2 separate regions of the Mus musculus genome follow, and region 2 is linked to region 1. A link is a contact called in public HiChIP or PLAC-seq data. All regions are on one chromosome and are shown on one strand. Each heading gives the region's core, a stretch centred on a gene start, on an enhancer-like site or on the middle of the called end of the contact. The rest is flanking DNA. Distances are from core to core; before and after follow the strand shown.

Region 1 (5,245 bases), core at 532-3,031:
TCTGCTAGGTTTTATGAAGAGAGACAAGAGGACGAAGGTCTAATGGGAGACCATCCAGGAGGAAGGCCAAGCTGCAGCCTCTGGAGAGGACAGGGCTAGGAGACAGCTCCTATATCAGCTGTCAGCAAGAAGTCCTCTCTGTAGAGAGAGTGGGGGCTGTAGGCAGATGGCCCTGATTTTTCCTGTTAGGATGGTAGGCAGGAAGACGGTCTAAATTATCTCATTTCTGACACTTGGGGTAGGGCAGGAGATGGGAACTTTTTGAGGATGTCGGCCTTAAACTGGAGGATGCTATTTTCCCGTAGCCATGGAAACATGGCTGGGCAGCATTGGTAGGAGGTGACGACACCACAGAAACCTGTGAACGAAGGAAATTCTATCAGTGTGGGCCTGGCCTCAGGTGGGAGCTGCATCTTCTGACGCCTGGATATTTCAATCTTTGGCTTCTAGGCTGGAAACCAATGGGGCAGGACTCGGGCAGAAGCAGTTGAAATGGCTGTTGAATGTCTGTGGGGTTGGAAGGTGACTATGAGTCAGTTTGAGTTTGCAAAACATAATCACCCAGCTTTTTAACTCAACCGCTTTTACTTGGTTGGTGATGAAGATGCCGGGCCATTACGTCAGAACCAGAGGCAAAGCTCTCTAAAGGCAGTTTCATCACTGCAGGGGGGCCTAGGGAGCCACAGCACCTGGTGGGCGCGCATCCCGTACGGGGAGGGGACACCTGGGAAACCCTGGCTGTCCGCGTTGAGTCAGCAAGATCCTAAAGCTATGCCCCGCCCTGGCCGGCCGCCGCAGCCTCGCGGACCTCGCGTGGCGTGGGGCAATTAGGCGCGGCACCCGCCCGCTTGGCTGCGCGACGCGCGGGGGCGGGGACGCTGTCAAAGCGAGGCCCAACCAAAGGACCGCGACTTGTATTCTCTTCTGAAAAAAAAAAAAATAAGACCTCATGATCCTGCCACGACAAAGCGTTGGACAGTAGGTGGGAGGGGTCTAGACTGGGTGCCTCACGCCCGATGCCGCAGCGAAAGGACGGGCTGAGTGACTCGAGTGGCAGAGCGGGAGCGCGGCGCGGCTCGGGGCTTTTGTGTGGCGCGGGTTTCCTAGCAAGACTGACAGCAAGACGCTCTGAGGTGTTCAAGGGAAGGGGACGATTTCTCCGTCAGACCCCACCGCCGAGGCTCGCGGGGATCTTCCCGGAGACTGCTCGCTCGAGCCAGCTGGGGCGTGGCACCAGGACTTTCAAAAAACCCGCACAAGCCGAGAGCAGAATGTGTCGTTTGCTTCTTGCGCGCAAGCGGAGTCGCGCCCGCCTTCCTCTGCCCGGGCGCACCGACCGCCTTCGTCTCTAGCGCCCTCCCGGGCCCCGGGAGAACAATGCCGGTCCTCTCCGCGCGCAGGAAGAGGCTGGCGAGCACAGCTGGGCCGCGGCGGGGAAGCGGCCCCAGCCTGGCAGTCCGGTGGGTTCCTCCTTTAGGCCCAGAGCCGTCCTCAGACCGTGGTCGCGCACCGATGCGGCCTCGGGGGCCTACGTGCAGCACCACACGGAGAGGGGCAGGCCGCGGCCCGAGGCTGCTCCCGGGACCTCCGGGAAGAGACCTCCACCGATGTCGCCCGGACCCTGGCGGGGCAGGCCAGTCCCCCAGAGTCTGCGAGTTCGGGGCTAGAGCGGTCAGGCCTCTGGGCCGGGTCGAGCCCGGGCCGCCGACGGCTGCGTCACGCGAGGGGGCGGTGCTGCCACGGGCGGAGGCCAGAGCCGGAAGCGGAAGAGGCGCTCGGAGTGGGGAGTGGGGCCTAGCCGCAGCCGGAGCCTGGGAGACGGTGAGTGTGGGCCCGAGCCCGTGGCCGGGCAGCTGGGGTGAGTCGGTGGGGACGGCCACGCCGGTACGGGTACCGTGCCACCCGGTCGGGTCTCGGCTTGGACCTATTTCCCTCTTCGGCCCACGTCAGGCCGCGGTCCCGACCTCTCACCCCTGACCCGCCGCTTCTCTCCCTGAGGGCGGTCACTGCAGACCCCTTTTCTGGTTCCCGCGGTGTTGGAGGCGGAGCTCCAGCGGCCTCGGAGCCGGCTGGGAGGCTTCCCTTTGGGTCCCGCGCCGGCCCGCTGGCTGGGTCGCGTCCGACCTAGGCTATCCTGGAAAGGCTTTCCCTGCCCCGAGCTCGAGGCTTAGCCCGCAGATCTCCTTCGCGCGCCGCCTGGAGTTTGATTCTGGCCCAGGCTGGCCATCCCTTTGGTCGCCGGGTCTTCCCTTGGCGGTTACGGGGAACGGGGCTCTGAGATCCCTGGGATTCGGGCAGAAGGAAGGGACTCGAGTGCGGGCCGCCGGCCCCCTCCGTGTTTTGTTATGATGGAACCGCTCCATCCCGGAGAATGGGCCAGACCAAGCCAGGAGTACAAATGTCCAGGCTGCTCCTCGGTCCGGTCGGGAGCCTCTATGCTTTAGTTCCGGGTGCGGGTGCCCTGATGCTTGGGTGGGAATTGCCAGAGTCTAGCCCCCATCAAGGCGGAGTTGGCGGCCTTCCAGTTTCCCTCCTCCGTGCCCTTGAAAAGGAGGAGCGTTTTTGCCCGGTGGCAGCCGCAGATTGCGAGGTGGCAGGTTTGAGGTTGCAGTGGTGGGGCACTGCCAGCCAAAAATAACCATGGGTCGCTTGGGTGGCAGGAATCCGGGAGGGCAGCCGCTGACCTGGCTGGCTGCTCTTCTTGTTAGCCCGGTTCTCTAGCCAGGAACAGCAAATGAGAAGCCAGAGAGGCCTGTGCTCATAGAAAAATTGGCATCCAGTAACTTGGTCTCATTGGTCACATTGCCTTTTTCTTCATTGTTCAGAGCAGAGCCTCCCAAAGCATAATTGTGGCCTTTACGTTTTAAAAAGCTTCTTTGCCGAGGACTCATGGAATCGGAGAATTTGTGAGAAATAGGCTCAAACGACCTGGCTGGGAGGAGGACATGGGCCACCTGGTAGCTCCCATTTTTCACCTGCCTGGGATGCGTTGCAAGGGAGATTATCTCCATTACTGCCTATGTGTGGTACTTCATGGCCAAAATATTGGGCCATCTTTGCCAGTATGAGAGGTGTTATCTTCATTTTTCAGGCATGACAATTTAGGTCTAGAGTGACTTGTATAAGGCCACAGGGCCAGTAAGTGGCAACACTGGGATCGAGTTCAAGGTTTCCTGCCAAAACTTCCTACCCGGTCCCTTGGAAGGAATTATAAATTAAGGCATTCAACATAGCCCTGAGTGTTAGCCGGAACCTTCTCAGTGCTAATGAAAGGCTGTCTTTAGTACTTCTTGTGGCCCAAACCTGTGCTAGGCTTTTGACTTTATAGGGCAGACATTTAATTCCTATGGAGCCTGTAAGAGATTATTGTTCCCTTGTTTCAAGAGGAGGCTGAAGCTTAAAGTGGTTTAATAACTTGCCTAAAGGCAACAGTGAAGTGGTATTGCTGTGGAGCAGGTTGGCATTCGACTCTGAGGCTGTGACTTTCCACTCAAGTAGACATATGTGGTCATAGAAATCCACTTAGGTCCCAGAAGGAAAATTTTGGTCTGCTGTAGATTAGACCGCATTACAACATCCTCCAGATAGGATGCTTAGGGTGCTCTGTCTGCCTGGTGAGGATGGGCAGGACCACTTTGCCTTTTGGGAAGATGTATGCCTGGCCAGTAGGTTGTCTTTTGGGTCAGTTGGTGAGACATGGGCTACTGCTTTCAGGCTACAGCCTGAGCACCTGTCATAAGGTCATGGGGTGGGGGACATTCAGATAAGTGTGAAAACAACAGTGCCTTTCTTAGGGCTCCCAGAGGTTTACATAAATTGCCTCCCAATCCTGCTCATACACAAGTACCTATTTCATCTTTGGACTGTGCTGGTGAGATGGAGCAGCCTTGATGGATTTGTTTAAAAGGTGCTTGGCCAGGCAAGCCTAGGACTATGCACTACTAGAGGTTGGGTGTGAGCAATTGAAGGCTTGGAAAGCAAACAAGCTGTGCTCTCATGCCTGGCCATCTGGTGGACAAAATGTGAAGGGGCTGGATATGGGTGAAAACGGTGCCAGACTCACGTAGCCATCTCTCTGAACTGGCTGCTGATCCCATTTGGGAGTCTCCGGTATTGGATCTAAGTACTCCGTGGTTAAGGAATACTTGTCCTACTTCCCAGTGTAGACCTACAGCCACGTCTTCTTGGCTCCTTCAGAGATAGGGCACAAGAAAGAGTGCCGGAGTAGGAGGAGCTAGAAGGGATGGCTATGATGCTGTTAAAGAGGAAGCACCTGGTATGGGACTCTAGTTGGTCTGAGGGCCACTAAAATTTGCCTCAGGCAAGCAGCTTAGATACCTGATTGTGGCTCCTTTCTGGGCTGATACTCTGGATGGGTCAGCAAGAGCTGGGCAGGCCTTCTGGGCCCAGGCCCACTTGGCTGGAACCTGATAGGAGTAGGGACTATTGGTGAGACATTGTGTCTTTGCTCAAGGGTCAGAGTTCTCATTTCTACTGTGGTTCCTCACTGACTGAAGAGTTTTGAATTTCTTTGAGTTGAGTCCAGTTCATTGCTTTAGCCAGGCAAGTTTCAGTTTAGTACTTTGGCTCTGTGCCACCAGTTCATTAGCTCCAGGCTTCTAGAACATTTAGGTTATAGGATCCCATAGGCATGAAGAAATTGAGCAAAAAACCTCTCCATTCCTCCTGTCCTTGGCATCCCCGTGGCAGTGCTCAGCATCCCACTACATCTACTTCTGTATCTGGGCCCTGGCTTGCATAGTTTGAGTGTTCAGGCCCCTGGGCCAGGCTGGAGAGGCACCTGTTTGTTTATTCACTTGGCAGAGGAGGGAGTCATCCACCCATTGTCTGCTGTTCTGTCACTGTGACATCAGAGTTCTTCTTTACTTCATAAACCCCTGGGAGGGGCTACCCCTAAACAGAACAATGGGCCTCTTCTTCAGGAGCACCTGGCTGCACCAGGCAGCCCTGTGGCTGGAAGCAGTGAGCTGTGTGTTGAGCAGGGCTTTCTCTTTCTTGTGGCCTAGATGCATCACTGTAAGCGATACCGTTCCCCAGAGCCAGACCCATACCTGAGCTACCGCTGGAAGAGGAGGCGGTCTTACAGTCGGGAGCATGAAGGTCGACTACGATACCCATCCCGAAGGGAGCCTCCCCCACGGAGATCACGGTCCAGAAGGTGAGTGGGATCTGGGTGGGAAGAAGCTTTCCTCAGCTAGATGAGTAGAATGGCCCAGAGCTCTGC
Region 2 (5,184 bases), core at 1,521-4,020, 690 kb before region 1:
TTAACCCTGAGGAGAACTGAATGTTAGCTCCCAGATTTGTGTGATGGGCGAGGGTGGAGCCAACTAAGACCCGCCCCCTCCAGGGCTGGTGAGAGTGTTCATTATTTCCCTGCCATGCCAGCCAGGCCTTGGGGTGAAGCCAGCCCCAGCTTTTGATGGGAGACAGATTTAATTACCTTCTCAGGCAGAGGGCGAGGATAATGAGAAGCAGATAAAAAGCTTGGCAAGGCAGGGCCCTTGAGCACTCGGCCTGCCTACCCCTACATACAGCCTCTGGGGGTTCAGGGAGAGCAAGAGTGTGGCTTCCCAGGCAGCTGTGGCCCTTGTGTAATGCCACCACCATGCCCGAGACTGAGTCAGCACTCTGTCTGGGTTACACAGAGCACTCCCACCCCAGTGCGGAGGAATGCTCGGTCTTCTGCAGCAGTGTGGAGTTAGTCCTAGGACAGATGGGAAACAAGACACAAGCAGACACCAGGGCTTCTGGCTTGTACGAGGCCTGAAAGTTCTGATGGAATGGGACATTAAGAAGAAAGATTGTGGAGAAAGGAGATCTGTGTGGGGGTGTGGCAAGGCTTGTCATACTCAGGATTGGGGCATCTTTGCCTTTCCCAGGCAGCCTGCCTGACCTGGTGTTTTCTTTCAAGTGCTTATAGGATTGTCCCAGAGCTTCCTTCTGAGTCTGTTCCAAAATTCTTTTATAATTGAAACTAGGAATCCTGAGAGGGGACCCCATTTTCTTGGTAACATATGGTAACCTAGCTGAGGCTCCATGAAGTTGTCAGTAACGGTATGGCTAGACTTGGGAACTTTACAGAGTGGCTAAGGCACTGGAGTGTTCTTGGATTCTTGTTGGTGAGGATAAGGAGGGAGAGCGGAGGTGGTGGGAGAACAGAATGGGGTGCCTGCTTGAAGATGACAAAAGGACTAGGCAAGAGGAAGAGGTTGGGCAGACAAGTGAAGAACATTCTTGTGGGGTCCATTCTGGATTCTGGGTTCTTCCCTGAGGGTGACACAGGGTGCTACACAAACTAGGCGGGTATCTTTCTGCTCCCTGCCTTTCCTGCCTTTCCCTTAGAAATGCCATCATGCTGGGCTCCACAGCAGATCCCTAGGGGGATAAACAAACCTGAGTGCCCAGAGAAGGATTGATAGAGAAGGGCCAGAGATGAGGGTGGGTCTTCTGCTCAGACCTGGTTCTCATGCTGATGACCGGAGCCTGAGCTGGGAGGACCTGAAGGGGAAATTGTCAAACTATCCCTTCATTCCACTGGACTCCTTTCCAAAGGGGCAGCCGGAAGGGCAATCAGGAGGTGTGGAACTTAATACTGTAGCCCATACTCCAGATAGGAAATTTATTTTCTTAATCCTGGGTAAGCTAACACTATCCTCCACATCATAGTTTCCTGATCAGTAAAGTGAGGCTTGAAACCACATCTCAGGATTGTGGCATGAATTTTAAAAAGAGAGCCACACCGAGGATAATGTATGTAAAATTCCTAACATGATGCCTGGCAAGGGGCAGCTCCCAACCACTAGCTGTAATGATGGTTACTATTACTAATCCCGTTGGGCAGTGCTTCTCCACCTTTGAAAACTCTAGGTTCCTTTGTGAGAGGCACACAGGTCTCAAACCCCTGCCTTCTTCCACACAGGATTTAAAAAGAAATAAAGGCTGGAGGGGTGGGGAGACATTTCAAGAACTTACAAGAGAGCTTCCCAAATACAGGGATGGCTCCGGGTGGGCTGGGATGGGGAAGGTGTTCTGGGCTGCATTTCTGAGTGTGGTCCCGAGGCTCGGAGCAACCACTTGGGTAGGACTCCCCTCTTTCCCAGGCTACCCGCAGTGTGTGTTGGATCCCCGCCCAGCCTCGCAGCTCAGGCCGCAGTGACTTTGAGCCAAGAACAGAGGAAGCTCTTTCGAATACAAATACCTTTGGACCCTCAGATCCCAGCCGGCGCGCCATTCTCATGCTAATGAATGGGGCTCCAGTTCAGGTGGTTTTGAAGGGGAAATTGCCAACACAGTTACCCAGCCCAGCCTGCTGCGTTTCTCCTCTGCCAGGACTAAGACCTCGGGGATCATTTTTAGCACGGCCTCCAGTACCAGCACCAGCTCTACCCCAGTGACTCTATAGTTCTGCAAGTCTCATGACTGGCTGGGCTCCATTATTTGGGGTTTATGAACTGAACAGATCCTTCTAAATCAATGTAATAATTCACGTGACAGTGATAGCTGCCATTCACACACCTACTCTCCAGTCAGGGTGTTTGGGAGTGTGCTCAGAGCACTGGGTCCGTCATTGTTCCGTCTGCAGCAGTGAGGCCCAGAAAGTAAGGCAAAGTGCTCCAGACCTTGCCACTGTGGTGCCAGGCTCCAAAGTCAGATGTTGTATAGGGCTACACCTGTAGGACATAGGCCTTGATCATAGGTCACATCACCCTATGATCATCAGTTTGGGGTTTCTGGGCCTGTAAATATTCCCCCACTGAAGCCCCATTTCATTTTTCTGTTGTCTTATCATTGCCCTCTCCCCTTTTATCCAGACCTGGACAATACCTGTTTTAACTCAATGAACTACTCACCCTTCAAGGCCTAAGTCACTTGTACCAGCTCTGCTACATAAAGCTGTCCAAGCAAGCTCTCTTCATTCTGTCTCCACTGTTCAGATCTTTAGGATAGTCCTCAGGTGTGGTCCTGTCCCCTTCTGGGCTGGGAAGTACTTGAGGGAGAGTACCTGCCTAGTTCATCTCCACAATGCCAATGCCTGGCACTGAAGAGGTCAACTCAGGAACTTTGGAAAATTCCATCTCCTCTCCTGGAAGAGAAAGGTCATAGAGGACTTAGGCACCACCCCCTCCGGAAGGGAGGGGCTAATTACATTCCTCAGACAAGGTGGGGGGAGGGAGGAACCAACCATCAGCCACTTGCGGGTATGGGAAGTCCTGAGCACATAGACACATTCTGTGACCATTGGCCACCTATAGACAAGGGAAGTCCTTGCCACCTCATTCCCTAAAGACCAATCAGTTTAAAAGTCGCACTGTTCTGCCAATCACAATGTGCGCAATGGCTGCGGCTCTGAAAACTGTATAAAAACTTACCGAATGGGCTGTGCAGAGTCCTTGTTCTCTCTTCTTCTTGTGCAGGGTGACCCCAGCATGCTGGAACAATAAAATTCCTCTTGTTTTTGCAACGATTCCCGGCTCAGCGTTGTTCACTGTGTGTGTGTTGGGGGCAAAGGTGTGTGTGGGGGGGAAATCTCTCACCAGAGTCTTACATTATTGGGCCTGGTAATCAGCTTCGAGAATGTTTCCAGGATGAGCCATTGACTAAAAGGGATGGTTCCAGTGGAGAAGGCTCTGGGCACTGAAGGGGGCACTGAAGCAAAAGTGTCATGAGCTCTTGGCATCATGAAGCTCCACACCTTGGCTTCACTCTCCCATCTGTGCTGGCAGTGTCTCCTCCAGAGCGTCCTAAGACAGGTCACTTTGTACCTCAGGGCCTTGACTAAGGCCAAGGAAAACTTGACTCAAAAGTGACTTCAGCCTAGATAGGCAGGGTACCAGCATTGCATTTGACACCCGTCTCCTACCAAGGTATGGGGAATGTGGCTGGTGGGTCACTGCCTCCTGCCTTTGGGGGGCTGCGTGGTTTTGGAGAGAGCATGTATACTTCTATTCAAGAGCAGCCAGACCTCTAGGTAATCAGGCTCTAAGCCACATCCCAGCTCAGATCAAAGGCAGCCAGACTATCGTCAGTTCACATGAGTCACACATTAGCCAAGCATCATGGGAGAGTGATCTTCCCCGTGAAGCCTCAGTCACAAATGCCCTGCTCCCCCACCTCTGCTACGAAGCCCAGACATATTAACTAAGCCTGCTTCCTTGAGATGCAAGACCTTCCACCCCCAGACACCTTCAAAAGGAGACATGTTCCTTGGCTGATGAGATGGAAACTCTCTCAGACTCTGTCCCCCAGTGGCATCTGCAGCACTGATAAGGCTCTACCCTACAGGACAGTGTGACTCAGCCTCTCCTCCTCCCTCTCTTCTCTTTCTGCCTAAAATCTAATACTCCTCAGATGACTTCTGAATGGACTTCCCCCTCCACCTTGGCAATGGCTAGGTTGCACACTCTCTCAACTCCTTCTTGAATTTTCCACCCCATCCTGGACTTAGTAGAGACTAGAGAAGAGCCTTGTAGAGACAGTGAGCTAAGCAAGCTCCAGGCTGGGGTACTCCTCTTTTGTTCAGCTCTGACCTGACTCCTGTCCTATAAAAGCCCACCCTGGCTCTGGAGCGGTTATGTGTAGGGTTCTGGGAGGTGGGGGGAGAGGGATACTTATTCAGGAAGTCATGTCCTGGAATTTATCTCCATAGCCTAAGAGGAGGAAGCACTACCCGGCTGGTGGTGCTGGGGTAGGCTGAGGGAAGGAAGTCATTGGGGTTTGATGGGAAGCTCATTTTGCCGTAATTGTATTGTGCACATTAAACCAGAAATTGTGAGAGTGAAGGCAGAGCAGGAAAGGTGCTGAAGGAGTTTCCAGGGGAGGAGCAGGGGCTGAGGAGGCATCCCAGACTCATATGGGACAAGGGGTGGGGCTTTAAGGTCCTCTGGGCCAGGCAGGGACAGCACCACCCTACTCTTTTATATTTACATTTTTATTTTCACACATATATGTATATGTGGCATGCATGCCTGTTTGGTGTGTGTGTGCGCGCATTTATGTGTTCAGGTAAAGGTGTGTTGAAGCTAGGGGTTGACATTGGGGGTTTTGACCATTCGCCATCTACCTCATACATTGAGGCAAGGTCTCTCATTTGTACCCAGAGCTTGCGGATTTGATTAGTTTAGCTTCCCATCTTGCTTTGGGGAGCCTCCATCTGCTTCCCAACACCCCTTAGAGGACTGGGCTTAAATAGGTGTGCTAACTTCCTACCCAGCATTTAGATGGATGTGGGGATTAGAACTCAAGTTCACACAAGTGCTTTACCCACTAAGCCAGCCCCTCCCCAACCAGCTCTTGCCAGTTGAGCCTAAAGAAGGTGGTAGGCAGAATGCAAGAACCAGGTTTCTGCTAAACTGACTGTTCACTAAGTGGCAGGCCCTCTGGATCGTCTTCTCACTTACATGATGTTCTTCATTGGAACCCTTGAAACAAACAATTGAGGCAGACACGAT

Evidence for each region. HiChIP or PLAC-seq counts read pairs in DNA pulled down with a chosen protein or histone mark.
Region 2: a FOXA1 HiChIP or PLAC-seq map of pancreatic cancer cells shows a contact between it and region 1. The contact joins the promoter of 4930461G14Rik here to the promoter of Clk3 in region 1. A contact is called at or near these places in 2 of 115 datasets of contacts at active chromatin or transcription factors (embryonic stem cells and pancreatic cancer cells).

Annotation. Positions count from the first base shown.
Region 1 is chr9:57,761,650-57,766,894 of GRCm38.p6, reverse strand. It overlaps Clk3 (CDC-like kinase 3), which reads left to right and starts at 1,781. Exons shown (of 13, transcript NM_007713.5): 1 at 1,781-1,821; 2 at 5,028-5,179. The coding sequence starts at 5,028.
Region 2 is chr9:58,452,759-58,457,942 of GRCm38.p6, reverse strand. It overlaps 4930461G14Rik (RIKEN cDNA 4930461G14 gene), which reads right to left and starts at 2,770. Exons shown (of 3, transcript NR_040736.1): 1 at 2,587-2,770. It overlaps Gm32820 (a long non-coding RNA gene), which reads left to right. Exons shown (of 3, transcript XR_379493.4): 3 at 1-726.